4 separate regions of the Mus musculus genome follow, and regions 2, 3 and 4 are each linked to region 1. The links are chromatin contacts, called in public ChIA-PET and HiChIP or PLAC-seq maps. All regions are on one chromosome and are shown on one strand. The core of a region is the stretch at or near the end of the contact, and the rest is flanking DNA. Distances in the headings are between cores, read along the strand shown.

Evidence for each region. ChIA-PET counts read pairs in DNA pulled down with a chosen protein or histone mark. HiChIP or PLAC-seq counts read pairs in DNA pulled down with a chosen protein or histone mark.
Region 2: an H3K27ac HiChIP or PLAC-seq map of embryonic stem cells shows a contact between it and region 1, with 6 read pairs. The contact joins the enhancer-like site here to the promoter of Nipsnap1 in region 1. A contact is called at or near these places in 3 of 39 promoter capture datasets (the SN4741 cell line, embryonic stem cells and macrophages), 2 of 484 Hi-C or Micro-C datasets (embryonic fibroblasts and embryonic stem cells) and 8 of 115 datasets of contacts at active chromatin or transcription factors (embryonic basal ganglia, embryonic forebrain, embryonic hindbrain and 2 more).
Region 3: a contact with region 1 is called in an RNA polymerase II ChIA-PET map of memory CD8 T cells, with 48 read pairs. The contact joins the enhancer-like site here to the promoter of Nipsnap1 in region 1. A contact is called at or near these places in 1 of 39 promoter capture datasets (stem cell-derived epiblast-like cells), 2 of 115 datasets of contacts at active chromatin or transcription factors (effector CD8 T cells and memory CD8 T cells) and 1 of 9 other capture datasets (adipose tissue).
Region 4: an RNA polymerase II ChIA-PET map of memory CD8 T cells shows a contact between it and region 1, with 16 read pairs. The contact joins the promoter of Mtmr3 here to the promoter of Nipsnap1 in region 1. A contact is called at or near these places in 3 of 39 promoter capture datasets (the SN4741 cell line, maxillary cranial neural crest and stem cell-derived epiblast-like cells), 1 of 15 datasets of contacts at CTCF or cohesin (the NIH/3T3 cell line), 2 of 484 Hi-C or Micro-C datasets (CD4 T cells and embryonic stem cells), 4 of 115 datasets of contacts at active chromatin or transcription factors (the 230-238 cell line, embryonic limb bud, memory CD8 T cells and 1 more) and 2 of 9 other capture datasets (adipose tissue and pancreatic islet).

The regions. Positions count from the first base shown.
Region 1 is chr11:4,872,282-4,875,908 of GRCm38.p6, forward strand. It overlaps Nipsnap1 (nipsnap homolog 1), which reads left to right and starts at 1,670. Exons shown (of 10, transcript NM_008698.3): 1 at 1,670-1,822. The coding sequence starts at 1,725.
Region 2 is chr11:4,462,629-4,466,255 of GRCm38.p6, forward strand. No RefSeq gene overlaps it. Among named protein-coding and RNA genes, the nearest start is that of Hormad2, 23 kb to the left of the region's middle. Within about 2 kb of position 1,748, at least 5 of the 459 cell types and tissues checked have an H3K27ac peak or open chromatin away from gene starts, as enhancers often do. A contact at or near this core is called in embryonic stem cells, where this site is marked.
Region 3 is chr11:4,535,332-4,538,958 of GRCm38.p6, forward strand. The region is part of intron 1 of Mtmr3 (myotubularin related protein 3); the gene reads right to left. Among named protein-coding and RNA genes, the nearest start is that of Mtmr3, 58 kb to the right of the region's middle. Within about 2 kb of position 1,535, at least 42 of the 459 cell types and tissues checked have an H3K27ac peak or open chromatin away from gene starts, as enhancers often do. A contact at or near this core is called in memory CD8 T cells, where this site is marked.
Region 4 is chr11:4,593,096-4,596,722 of GRCm38.p6, forward strand. It overlaps Mtmr3 (myotubularin related protein 3), which reads right to left and starts at 1,695. Exons shown (of 19, transcript NM_001373897.1): 1 at 1,508-1,695.

The sequences.
Region 1 (3,627 bases), core at 420-2,919:
GATAACATCTTGTTTTTCTCCTATACATCCTGGACTTGTGGTTAAGTGTCTCCAGCTGCACCCCACCCCAGCTTGTGCTTATATATACCCATAGCTGCCTTACAATAAATGAGACTGGAGACTGGAGACTTGATCAGACAGGCTGTCTTGTCTCCACTCCATTCTTCACATCTCTTGCCCCCTCAGTTCTCTCTCTCTCTCTCTCTCTCTCTCTCTCTCTCTCTCTCTCTCTCTCTCTCCCTCTCTCTCTCTCTCTCTCTCTCTCTCACCCTGTTGTCTGACCCACGGACTGGGTCACGTTAGTATAAGCCCAAAGACCTTAGTTCGATTCCCAGCACCACAGCAGGAGAGGTTGCTTGTAATCCCAATGTTGGGGAAGCATAGACAAGGAGATCCTTGGGGCTCACTTGCCAGTAGCCTAGCTGATGGAGGGGGCGGGGCATGGCTAACATCTCTGCCTTGGAGGTTTCAGTCAGCAGTGATTGGAGTGATTTGTCTGCTCCACCAGGCCTTGGCTGCCAAGAAGTACAGATAGGACTTGTTCAGCCAACCTTTGCTGTCTCAAGATCTTAGATGAGACCTAACTTGCCAGACTCACAGTTTGAAGCACTCCGGAAGTTAGTTATACCGGCTGTAAATCCCCTGCACCGAATTACAGTCGGTGGCTTGGCATCCTCCCCCACCCCACTCCCCCGTTGGTGTGTCTCTGTCCCTGTGTCCCCCAGGGGATCAGAAGGGATCCATCTCTGTGTGGGCTGAGAAAGCAAATATAGAGCCTCCAGGTGAATAGACAGTGAAGAGAAAATGTTTTTTGTTTGTTGTTTTAATTCCGTAGTCTCTTTTTGTTGTTGTTTTGTTTTGTTTTATTTTGTTTTTCGAGACAGGGTTTCTCTGTATAGCCCTGGCTGTCCTGGAACCCACTTTGTAGACCAGGCTGGCCTCGAACTCAGAAATCCGCCTGTCTCCCGAGTGCTGGTATTAAAGGCATGCGCCACCACTGCCCAGTTCGTCTCAGCCTCTTAAGTGCACCATCACACTCGGGCTTTGGAGAAAGAGCATCCTGCTTGCTCAGAGTCTTGTCCATCTGTTTTAAATGGTTAAAGAGACAGTTCTGCCTTTAAAAGCTCTTGGAGGAGACCTGAGTTTGGATCCCAGTACCCATTAGAGTGCCTCAAAATCTCCTTTAAACTCCAGTTCCAGGATATTTGAGGCTTCTGGACCCCCCCCAGGCTCTCTCTCTCTCTCTCTTTTAAAAATTGTTATAGATTTTGTTCTTTTGAATAGACAAATATTGTCTGTTGATGCCTTGACACAGAAGAACACAAGATGTAGACAGAACATTTGCCAAGCCATGTGTGAGGTCCTGGGCTCCACCTCCAGCACCCAAGGAGGAAGGGAACTCACATAGTTTGTGAACAATTTTAGGGGTATAAAGACTGTCTTTAGTTTATCCTCAGAATGTCCAGGACATACAACCCTGCGATTATCGAGATGAATTCCCAGGTACAGAGGGGAAAAGGTCGTTGAAGAGAACAGAACTAGTTAGCTGCAGAGTTTCAAGAGCTCGGAGGTGTGGGTATGGACTGTGCAACTGTAGAGTTGGGGGACTCCCACCTGCTTGTGTTTGAAAGGGAAGCTGGCGAGGGGAGGGCGTGGTTTTCTCTAGTCCTGCCCCCAGCCACTGGGCTGAGGCGTGGCTTTCCTCCAACCTGCTCCGGTCCAACATGGCTCCGCGGTTGTGCATCATCTCTGCAGCGGCACGGCGGCTATTCACGAAGCCGAGACCCCGTGCTGGGGACCTCGCGGCTGCGGGTGCTGTGCGGTGAGAGGCCGACGGGGCTGACTGCGTGCCCGGAACAGGAGCAGGGGAGGGGGCTGGAATGAAAAACAGACTCTCGGATTTGGAATTGAGGGGTTAGAGGCAGAGAGCTACCAGGATGTAGGCCTGAGGCTGAGAAAGAATGGGGAAGGTGAAAAGGTATGGGGATGGTTTTGGTTTTTAAACAGGTTCGTACTACATGTGATTCGACCTCGGAATCTTCTTGCCTCTGCCTCCCAGATAGTGAGGGTGTGCACTACCATGCCTAGCTGGGCAGGTTCTTTGTCCTGTTTGGGACCTGGATCTGGGCTGAGAATAAAAAATGAGGTGAGTGGGAGGGACAGGTTTTGAGCCCTGGATCCCGGACGAAGGCAGAGGATATTGGCAGCCTTTTGCCTGGCCTTTGTGGTTTAGCACGCGCTGGGGTCTTCTGAGCCAGCAGAAAGTTTTGGAAGGAGAGGAGGACTGGGGGTACGGTGGGAATTCCCAAAGTGATTCCGCACCCTGCTTTGTACAGGTGGGTCAACAGAGTGGGGTGGGAGCTGTTCAAGGTCAGCGTCCGTGCCATGTGGAGGCAGCTCTGGATGTTAGGACCCAGGTCTTACGATGCACTCTGCACTTTGTACCACGGCTGGTGGCCTCCTAGGAGAGAGGCTCAATTCTGGCTTTGGAGAGCTTGGCTTCCTTCCCCTGACTGGCTCTGGGCTGCTCCTCCCTCCTCGATGCCACGCCCGGTGCTACCCCCATCTCTGCACCTATCACCCGGAGCACTTCTGACCCTGCTCTCCTGTTTCCCCAGCCCCACACCCTCACAAGTTTTAGGACAGGGTTTGTGCAAAAAGCATTAGCTAAAGAAGTGGAACACCTGCCCTCACACCTGTGGAAAGGGACCTGCGTTACTCCTGCCCCAGCCCAAGAATGTGGCCATGGAGTTCCGTTAGATCGCTGTGCACATTAGGAAAGCACGGATAGAAGAGTTGGGACGCGTGCCCTTCACTTCCGTGCTGGGTAATGAGAGAGAAGCCGACAATGGGAAAAAAGCCTAGAGTGTACCTTGTAAACTCAGCCTTTTCTGGAGGGATGACCTTGGGTAGGAGGAGAAAATAGGATGTGTCTGATAGCCTTGTTTTCTATTGCTAGGAAGAGAACTCAGGAGTTTAGGTATGCTAGGCTAATGTAGTGCTCTCTCCACCAAGTAAACAATGACATCTCCAGCCCTCATTGGATTAAAGAGACCATGCTTATGCCTCAAACAATTTCTGTCATTGTGAGAAAGGATATCCAGAAAAATAATCTTTTATAACATTTAAAAAAATATTTTAAGCCTAGAGGTGGTGCATGACTTCAATTCAAGCACTCAAGGCAATCAGATCTTGGAGTTCAAGGCCAGTCTGGTCTACAAAGTGAGTTCCAGGACAGCCAGGGCTACACAGAGAGACCCTGTCTCAAAAACCAAAAGGAAAAAAAAATTATTTTGGGCCAGGTGTGGCAGCATGCACCTTTAATTCCAGTACTTAAAAGGCAGAGGCAGGAGGATCTCTGGGTTGGAAGCCCTCATAGTTCTACATACCCAGCTCCAAGACAGTTAGGACTACATAGAAAGTCAAACAAACAAAAGTTATTCTGAGGACTAGAGACATGGCTCACACTTCTGAGCACTGGCTCTTTAAGAGTACAGAGGTTGATTCCCAGCGCATGTGCACTCACGCATGCACTGGTTCACAGCTGCCTGTTACTCTACTTCCAGGCCTTCTTCCGGCCTGGTCCAGGTGTGCAAGTGATGCCCATGCAGGCAAAAACCAACACAT
Region 2 (3,627 bases), core at 498-2,997, 410 kb before region 1:
CTGTACATCACTAGCCCATAGTAACATTCAGAAGAGAGCAGTTGTTACTCAGTGGGCATCATTTTCACACCGTCATCCTAAAGCTGAAAATGTCAAACCAATGTAAGCTGGGATGGTCTGTGTGTTTAACTGGAAGTTTATAATTCAGCCTGGTAGTGGTAGCACCCGGTGTAGGATAAAAAGACCAAGGAAAGAACACACTGACCTAGACTTGACCCCAAGACCAGGGCTAAGAAACAGAATTCTACCAACCCCTGAGCTTGTCACAGAAACCCACCAATCCCTGAACTCAAAACCCGACTAATTCTAAGCTCACCCAACTCAGGACTTGAAATTCCACCAATCCTCACCCTGGAAAGCTCCACCCCCCACTCCCACCCCCACCCCCAAGAAATCTCACATAAACCTTTCTCTTTGCTCAGCTCCCTGCTGCTTCTCACAAGAACAGAGGCAGCCGCCCTCCTGGGTTTTCCCCTCCCAGTAAGTCTCTTGTGTGAGGTTTGTTGTGTGGTGTGACTTTGTGGTAGTCCTTGGCTCCTGACTGCCAGGATAGCTCTCTGAGTAAAGTGGCAACACTTGAGCAGAGCTTTTGCTGTGCTGCAGCTGAAGCAAAGCTGTGACACTTCTGTAGGGGAAGCCTTTCCCTGCAGAGCTGCAACACGCACATCTAGCATTCAGGAGGCAGAGGCAAGCCTATCTCTGAGTTCAAGGCCAACCCAGTCTACAGAGCAAGTTCCAGGAAAGTCAGAGCTCAAGAAGAAACAAAACAAAACAAAACAAAACAAAACAAAACAAAACAAAACGCCAACAACAAAAACAAAGGAAGGAAGAAATTCATAACTCCAACATGCAGTTATTTTTAAAAACTATAAGAAAAAGTAATCCCAGCTGACTATAGTGGCACACGCCTGCAGTCTCAGCGACTCAAGAAACTAAAGCAGGGAGATTACAGGTTCGAGTCTAGCCTGGGCAACTTAGTGAGACCTGATTTAATATGAAAAAAGAGAGGTGTGTGTGCTGGAGATGCAGTTCAGTGGGAGAGAGCTTGCCTAGCACATGGGAAGCCCTGGGTGTGCCACCCACAGGGTGTGAACAGTAAGCCAGCCCCAGGAACACTCCGCACTGCATAGATCTGCATGTACCATTGTGGCACAGCAGGTCTGTTGACAGCAGCACCAGCCCAAACAGTTGACTAATGCATTGTACAGTGATGGTATGATGACCATGATATAATTAGGCAATAGGAAAATTTCAGTTCCATCCTAATTCCCTGGGACCACTGACACACTCTGTCTGCCATTGCCCAGGATGTCCTTATGCCACACATGACTGCATACAGTGATGAGGGTGGGGTCCCTATAGAGGAGAAAGCACAGATTTCTTAAAAACCAAAATGATGACATTACCAATAAGAAAACCCATGAAGATGGTTTTTATGGGCAGAGGGGTTCACCAAAAGCATGCTGTCTTAGTCAGGGTTTCTATTGCTGGGAAGAGACACCATGACCGCAGCAACTCTTATAAAGGAAAACCTTTAATTGGGGCCAGCTTACAGTTTCAGAGGGGTTAGTCCTTATTGTCATGTGGGAAACATGGCAGGATGAAGGCAGACATGATGCTGGAGAGATAGTTGAGTTCTATGTCTGGATCGGCAGACAGCAGGAGGAGAATGAGACACTGGGCCTGGCCTGGGCCTCTGGAACCTCAAAGCCCACCCCTCAGTGGCCACACCCACCCCAAACAAGGCCACACCCACTCCAACAAGGCTTTGTCTCCTAATCCTGTCAAATAGTGCCACTCCCTCTGAGCCTATCAGCACCATTTTCATTCAAACCACCACAAAAGCCAATGTCAAAAATGGACTCATTTGAGCAACAAAAATGAAGTAGGATGTAAATTTGTTCTTAGAATTAGAAAAGATGGTATGACACAGGGCTATTAAGGAGATGATTATATGTAAAGACAGGATCATCCATCTCTGAAAGACTGGCAGTGTCAGCGCATCAGTCCTGAATGGCAACCCAGGTATGAAGTAAACACCACAGGCATCTATTTTGACTTTAATAAATGACTGTGTAAATCAACAGAGGAAGCAGCAAATCCCCTGTGCAGAGGCACTCCAGACAGACACATCGGTTTTTCTTAGGGCATGGAGACTTTTCTCTGTGACTCCTGCATTAGGGAGGCAGTGATGCCGGATCAGGTGTTCAAGGTCATCTTGAGCTACAGAGTGAGTTTGAGGCTACTCTGGCCTGGGTGAGACCTCCATCACTAAGTATGGGCTTCCAAAGGGAGCGGTGTGAGCTGGGAGTATGGTTGGGGGTGCAATACTTGCTGAGCATGCTCAGTCAAGGCCATGAGTTTGGTTCCTACCCCTGCCCCCAGGACTGCAGGAAATTATTCACAGTTCAAAGCTTCTTTTTTTAGGTGCTGGGGCTTGATCTGAGCACCTTGCAGATGTACTAGCACTAAGCCAAGCCAAGCCTAGAAAGTTCAGAGAGACATTAAGTCACCAGAAAGTTTTCTTCTTTTACAAAAATATATGTGCATTTGAAAAAAATTAAAATGTGACTATTGCTTAGTCCAGAAACACTGTTTTTCATAACTTCCGATTAAAAGAGTCCTGAAGCATACAAAAGAATGTTAGAGCATAGGACAGCAATGGGTCCTCTGTGTACAGGGTGAGTGCTGTCCAGCGAGGGGCATCTCCTGATGATCCATGCATGCCCTTCCTGGGGTGTGCACAGGATTTGTGGATGCTTTACCAGGCAGCTGCGTTACACAGGCCAGCAGAGACTGGACAGGCTTGGTTTGATTTGGTTTGTATTTTTGTCTCTCTCAGGGCTGGGGTCTTATGTATGATAGACAAGAACTCTACCACTGCTGGATAGTGATGGCACACACCTTTAATCCCAGCACTTGGGAGGCAGAGGCAGGTGGATTTCTGAGTTTGAGGCCAGCCTGGTCTACAGAGTGAGTTCCAGGACAACCAGGGCTACACAGAGAAACCCTATCTTGAAACACCACCTCCCACCTACCCCCCCCAAAAAACTCTACCACTGAGACACAAGCTGCCCAGTCTGGTTGGCAGTTTTAATATTTTATTTATTTTGAGATAAATAAAGGCTCACTGTGTCACCTTGTCTGTTCTGGAACTTTCTTTGAAGATTTGGCCGGTCTTGAACTCACAGAGATCCAATAGCTTCTGCCTCGCAAGTGCTGGAATTAAATGTGTGTACCACCACACCCAGTTAGTTTGTAATTTAAGTGGAAAATAAAATACATGCTTTCCATAAATGAAACAAGAAAACACCCCACCCTGCCACACCACAAAAGCAGCCATCCTGAGCTGGCCTCGCCTAACCCACTGAACCCTTAAAAGCCCTGGCACAGAGAAGGCTTTGGTTTCTAAAAGGATTTTAGGAGAGGTGATTTTGCCTTGGGGGAGATCCCTTCATACCGTCTCTGAAGCAAAAGGACCACACTGCAAAGAAAATAACCACCCACAGGACTAGGAGGTCCCTGACCTCAGGGGCGGGGAGCCTAGTAACACCCCAATATCAGCTCCTCTGGTAGAAAACCCTGTTCTAAATTTCCAAACTGTGGTAGCCTCAGAGTAGCGAAGGT
Region 3 (3,627 bases), core at 285-2,784, 340 kb before region 1:
TGTTGTTGTTGTTGTTGTTTTTGGGGTTTTGAGGGGTTTTCGAGACAGGGTTTCTCTATGTAGCCCTGGCTGTCCTGGAACTCACTTTGTAGACCAGGCTGGCCTTGAACTGAACTCAGAAATCTGCCTGCCTCTGCCTCCCAAGTGGTGGGATTAAAGACATGTGCCACCACGCCCGGCACATGTGCTGTTTTAATCAACCAAGAAAACAAAGTCTCTATAGGAATTCCAAATTCATAAACCAAGATCATGGATAGTTTGTAACAGGAGGAACTAAAGAAGTGCTTACACAGTTCCCTTTAGAGCTGTGGAGACCAAACAGGAGCAATCTCAGGAGACAGTGGGGAATGCAGCACCTCAATGAGAACCATCAACAGCTACACTCTCAGCACAAAGGGAAGAAGACACTGAGTCATTACACTTAGTTTAGTAAGAAGTTTAAAGGACCTTTCTATTTTAGCTGTAATAGTACTACATGTTCTTCTTAAGAAACTGTTAAATTACAGATGTAAAAAGTAAACGATTATCCCCTCACAACGCTAGCAAGAATGTACAATAGTTCACTGCCTCTTTGAAAACTGCCAGGTTCATCCTCAAACTAGAAAACATATTCTCATATACCTAACCAAGAAAACAAAGCATACATTCAAATTTATATTTATGTGTTTATAGCAGTTATTCAAAGTAGCCAATGAGTGAGAAACAGTGCAGACAACCACCACGGATGAATGGCTGAACAAGATGCACATGCTGCATGCACAGTGCGCTCCTCAGCTGTGGTCTTTCAAGGAATGAGGAACCTTGAACACATTACACCGAAAAGTGAAAAGAGCCAGGCACAACAGACACATGACAGGGTTTCAGAACAATGAAAGCTGCTAAGACTGCTAGTAGGGAGTACAAAATAGATTAGTAGTTGTTAGGTGCTGGTGGAAATGGAAGGACTTCATTTTACCCACTGAAGGACAGCCACCACTATTTTATTCTTTTGTTTCAAAAACTTCTCTATGCACATATAAAAACACACATAACCCCACAAGTGAAAGGGGAGTGAATATTGGGTATTTACTATTCTCCAATTTATTTGATTCTAAAAATAAATCAAACCTTTCCTATATTGGTGCATATATTTGGACAACAGTTCAATACTCATTACATTTCCATCTACCATAATCTACTGATTACCTGGTCAGATATTTAAACTGTTACCATTTTTCTATTACTACCCCAAAAGTCTTTAAAATAAACAACAAAAGCTATCCTGGTATCTCTATGTAAATCACTATTCTGGTAGTACTGGGTCTTAAAACAAGTTATTAAATGAAAAACTACAACCTTGGAGAAAGGACTACAAGGGTCACCACTGCTAAAGAGTATACATACATACTCTTCTACAATCACCAACACAGTCATTGGATTTACTTTACTAGATTGCTTTTGGAAGGCTGCTTTTGTTGTTTATGTTGTCTTTTGAGGCAGGAAATGAAACCAAGGCTGACCTCAAACTTATGATCCTCCTTCCTGTTTCTCCTCAACACTGAGATTATGAGCACATCATCACGCCAGGCCTCAACTTGGTAAGAATTGTGAATGCTCTGTTATATTTAAAAGATAAATTACACATAAGCAATGTCTACATTTACTATCAAGCACACTTGTATGTACACAGAAGAATGATCCAGTGCTACTCAACAGTGACCATCCCTCTAGAAAGGGTGGGATACGGACCATGAATGAAGATGCAGCGCAGACGGTAGAGTGCCAACTTAGTATGCACAAGGGCCTGAGGTTCAATCCCAGGACCCCCAGAACTGGGTAAAGTGACGCATCTTACAAGCCAGCACTTGGGAGGTAGAACAGAAAGACTGGAAAGTCAAGGTTAACCTCAGCCTCGCAGTAAGTCAGAGACCAGTCTGTGACACCTGAGAGCCTATCTCAGAAGGAAAAGAAGTAGAAAGAGTCTTCCCATTTTCATACTTTTAGAACATTTATATAACATTTCTAATTAGATGGATTTGGTTTGGGTTTGGTTTAGTCTAGTTGGTTCTAAAACAGGGTTTTGCTGTGTTAACCCACGCTAGCCTTAAATTTGTGACCTTCAACCTTCTGAGTAATGGGATTACAGGTATACATTACCACATCAGGCTAGGAAAATAAACTTTTCTACATAAGGTTTTTGGTTGACCTTTCTGGTTTTGCTTTTTGTTTTTGTTTTTCTTAATTATTTTGCATGTGTGGGCATTTTTCTTGCATGCATGTATATGTACCACATGCGTGCCTGATGGCTGTTAAGATCAGAAGAGGGTGCTAGATGCTCTGGAACTAGAGTTATAAACAATTGTGAGCCACTATGAGGGTGCTGGATTTCAAACCCATGCCCTCTGCAAGAGCAACAAGTGCTCTCAAACACTTCAGCCCCTAGTTTTGATTTTCTAACATAGTCTCATATGTTCCAGGCTGGCCTGGAACTCAAAACTATAACCCAGAACTGGCAGAGAGCTTTTTTACCTCAACTTTCCCAGTGCTCAGACTATAGGAACAAATGACCTCAGCAGCTACAAAACATTATTAAAAGGAAATTGAAAATATTATATAAAAGGCTTTCATTCAACCAGGCTAAAAGTACAAATAATGGCTTCAAGAAAAAACAAGTGCTGATATAAAGCAGTAACAGAGCTCTGAGTGTAGGAGCTCTGAGTTCTGATTATTCTGTGCTCAAGTGGGCGCATCCCTTACCAAAAAATTCACCAAAATGTCAGGGTTCAGATTTTAGGGTGGTTTGTTGTTGTTGTCATTGTTGTTTCCCAGACTTTGGAACACTTAAGATTGTGAGTTTGGGGATTAGGAATGCCAGGCCTATACTAAAGTTATGACTATAAGGATAAGTCATTATTTCTGTGAGCCTCAGCTTCATGTGATATATTTAGTATTCTCAGCACCATAACTATCTTTTTATGATCAATAGTTTGCCACTCAATCACATATATAATATATGCTCCTATAGGTTCAGACCGACTTCCATAGGACAGTGCCCAAAAAAGTCTTTTTGCATGTGTACACTTTAAGCTCTAAAGCAAAGTGGGAACAAGAAGTGTACATACAGAATAAAGTACAAGAATACACTGGAGAACGTGTGAAAGCTAGGGTGCCTCCTGGGTGGTTACACTAGCTGCATAGGGAACAGGTGACTAGCTATGGGTGATTTGTTTGTTGACACCATATAAAGGACTTGATCCTAGGATGGATATTGGACAAGGTCGTTGGGTAAGGGTGATTGAACACATGACAGGCTAGAGAACAGGACAGAATTCTTAAAATTCTGTTTATCTCAAAGAACTGAACATTGTATTAGGAGCAGAGTCACTCAAACCCAAGAATATATATAATTAAAAATCCACAAGGAAACCTGCTTACTTTTTAAGCTCATCACAAGCTGCTTCTAAAATTCATTGGTCACTAAAACAAAAAGGCCCAGTACCACCTTTCTATGAATCAGGAGGGCCCATGGGGCTCCCCAAACAGTATGCTACTACACTGGTTGCCCACTAGAACTACATACACAGTAAAACGCTATTCCTTATGACACCCCAAGCATTGGGCACAGCACATAAGGAAATCAATTTTTAA
Region 4 (3,627 bases), core at 445-2,944, 280 kb before region 1:
ACTGACTTTACCATACCTCACAGCCTGGAGCAAATTTCAAGAACTTGTCACAACCTACAGTACACCTTCCAGGTCCACAACCCTGGTCTCAAATGACTGTAACACACCCTGCTACCCTCCACTTTACTGGAAACCTGAGCCAGATGGTTTAGAAGTAACTACAATGTTGGCATGTTAGAAAGCACCTTTAGGACCCCTCTGTGGGCCAGAAGCAGACTTCAGGCCTCACTTCCTTTATTTTCCTCTAGGTTTTTGGACATACGTTCAGCTATACAACATTTAATTTGATAAAATGTGTTCTGATGCCTTGTGAACAAATTCATTATGCTGCTCACAGTTACCTAAAAAGTAAAAATGGTAGGGGTGAAATATGTCTTCATAGGCAATCACTCTAACCTTCTAGAAGCTTCCAAATTTAGTTTAATAACATATTGCATAGTGTTTACCCACAACGGTGTCATTCTGTAAACTCTTCTACTCAGTCAAGCATGGAAAAGAAGTCTTTCACTGGCCATCAACGCATGTTATTTGGTTTCCAAGTAAAAAACACAGAAACATTGCAGAATCTCAAAGAAGGCCTCCTTCACATCCCCACAAACAAGATCATTTTGATACAGAACCATCTACCATTCAATCGTAACTTCTGACGGCTCACTGTTCACAAGAGGAACGAGGCTGAGCCTCCACTACAAGAACACATGCACTTTTAATACAAAAAAAAAAAAAAAAAAGACCCTAAATGTCAAAAAGCCAAGTGGATGTCAAGATAGTAAGAAGAATAAAAACGTAAACTTCATTCTGACAATGACTGAACATTAATATCTAACAGAAACCTGTGTGTAAAACTCACAAGTGAGATGATCTGACTCCTGGTGGCCTAACAGAGTGTGCAAACTCTACTTCCAATTTTTGAAATAAGTTTTCTGGCCCCAACAATACCATCTTGGGTCATGAAATGCAATACATCCAGTACAATTTCAACCCAAGAAATAATACTGATCTTTTGCAGAGCTACTTGAGCAGTGTTCCCCGAGCTCCTCCAACCACCCCTGGACCTTCGTTCCCCTTCAAGCACTACCAGGTCAGGAGGATGCCCTGCTGCAGTTAGGCTGAGGCCCGCACAGCTCGCCCGTGGTTTCCAACAGCACGACCTCCGGCCTCTCGCCACTAAGGACTCCCACGGTCTCGACCAGGGCCTCGGGCCACACGCTCACCTCCCGGAGGCCCGGGAGCGTTTTCCAGGGCGCCCCAGCCGCAGCTCCCAACACTCCGAGTGTTACCCACCGCCAGGTTCAGGATGGCCGCCGAGCTCGGCGACCCCGCCTCCCCCGACTCGCCCGACCGGGCCTCGGTGCTCCATTCTGAGAGCTTGCCCCGGGAGGCCGCGGCCAACCCAGCCCTCGGCCCGCCGCCGCCTCCCCGGCCGGTGACAGCCGCCGCACTCGGCCCAGGTCCGCCCCTCCTCCAGCACCTCCTCGCCACCAGAGCCGGAGGGTGGGCTTCTTACCAGGCGGCAGGACATGGCGAGGCCCGCCACCGCAGGGCCTCCTCCGCCACCCCAGGAGGCTGCCAGCCAGGGTCGGCGGGGGCCAGCGCCTGGGCCGCTGGAGCGTCTCCGCCGGCTGCTCCGCCGCCGCCGCCGCCGCTGCCGCCGCCGCCTTCTCACAACCACAACAACATGGCGGCAGCGGCCACACAGAGCGCGCTCCCGAGACCGATCGGAGCTGAGAGCGGGGGCGCGCGCGCACGCTCCGGCGCGCTGTCCGCTGTGGGATGGGGGGCGGGGGGGAAGACTGGCCGTCACGGGATGGGCGAGGGCGGGGCCTGGCTCGTTGGTCACGCCCCAGGATGTGGGCGGGGCTGCAAGTCACCAGACTGTGGCTGCAGAGAAGCGTCAGGAGGAAGAAAAGAAAAATGAGAAGTGAATAAATAAACCGTTACGAATTAAGAAAAAGAAAAACAAGGTTTAGAAAGATTTTTCAGGCTTCTTTTCCAACTTAATGGACCAAGACAGCACTTCAGCTTACTCTACTTTCTATTAAAACTAAGAACAGTAGTGATATTATATCCCCAGCAAGTATAGTCAATATAAAACTAACTTAATACCGTGCATGTAAATATAGTGTGCTATAAGTTATGCCCAGAATACAAGTTCAAACTGCCTCAACGCCAGCTCCTAATAAAAAAAACCTCAGTGCTCAAAGAAAAGCAAGGGGGAAAAGAATCCCTACTTTGACTGGCCTCCAGAAGAGCCCCATAGTCTAACACTGTAATACCTTATTTTAGGTCAGCAGTCCTCGGGGTCTCAAATATCCTGAACCTCAGATATTTACATTATGATTCATGGTAGTAGAAAATTACAGTTATAAATTAGCGAGGAAAGTAAGTTGGGAGTCAGCATACGTGAGGAACTATATTAAAGTCACAGCGTTTAAAGGTTGAGATCTACTGGCTTAGGTCCTAACAAATCCTCAAAGATATTTCACTTCCTTAGATGAATTTTAACATGACCTTGATTTTTTATCAGAAGACAAGTAAATGAAATTTATCCCTGTATTTGTTAAATTGTTTATCTCCCCCCCCCCATTATTTGTTTCTTTGTATTCAACATTATTGCCTCTCTGCCCCCACTGGAGTTTAAGAATAATTAGAAAAAAAGGATGCTGTCTTATTTGTCATTATGTCTCCAGAACCTAAAATTGCACAACACAATAGCCAGACAAATCTCCTAATTATGGAAGAGCAAGTGTTTATATTTATCTAGTTGAATCTTCATAAATGGTCAGGCCTATCTTTATTTTACAAACAAAAAAAAAGTAAAACCCAGAATAAGTTGAATTTAACTTAAACTTCAAACCCAGGCCCAGATAACAACACAAACTGTCCTATTACTCTCTGGGCTACCCACCACATCACAGAATCTCAAGGAAGGTCAAGGAAGGCACTACATCACAGATCAGTTAGCAAAGACTTCCCACCGCCCTCCAAGGACCTGTCTTCCTCCTCTTCAATGCAGCTGATTGTGTCTCCGTTTTCACCTTCACTAGAAAAGCACAGGCTAAATTGGAAGTACAATGATTGCACCTCTTGGGTCAAAAAAAAAAATCTTTTGGTAGTGATAGCAGTAAACTATACACTTTCATTTATAATCCACTGTCCTGGTTTCCCTTTGTGTATATTCTCATGGCCTTTGTGGGACAAGAAAAAAAAATAGAGCATCAAATAGATGGACAACAGGACACACAGAGTAGACAGACAGACTGCCAGCAGTGGGGAACCTGAACTGGAGCTAGCACTTCACTGCCAGGACAATCCCTGCTGGATGGCTGGACACTGATAAAGTGGCTCCAGGTAAACAACTCAGGCAACAGGAAATTCACACCTGCTCCACCAATCCCACAGCTCCCACAGTCCACATGGAAAGAGCACATGGATCAGCTTGTCGCTTGCCTCTCTGTTTATCAACAATAACAATTTGCTTTTTGATCTGGAGTGAGAAAGGAAATCTTTGACTGAATCCTCGACCAGTATTTAAAATGTTTGAAGAAATTTTACTGTACCCTTGAATTCATGGTGTGCACCGAATCTTTTAGCTTGCACCAAACCACTTCAGCCTTAGATGTAGAT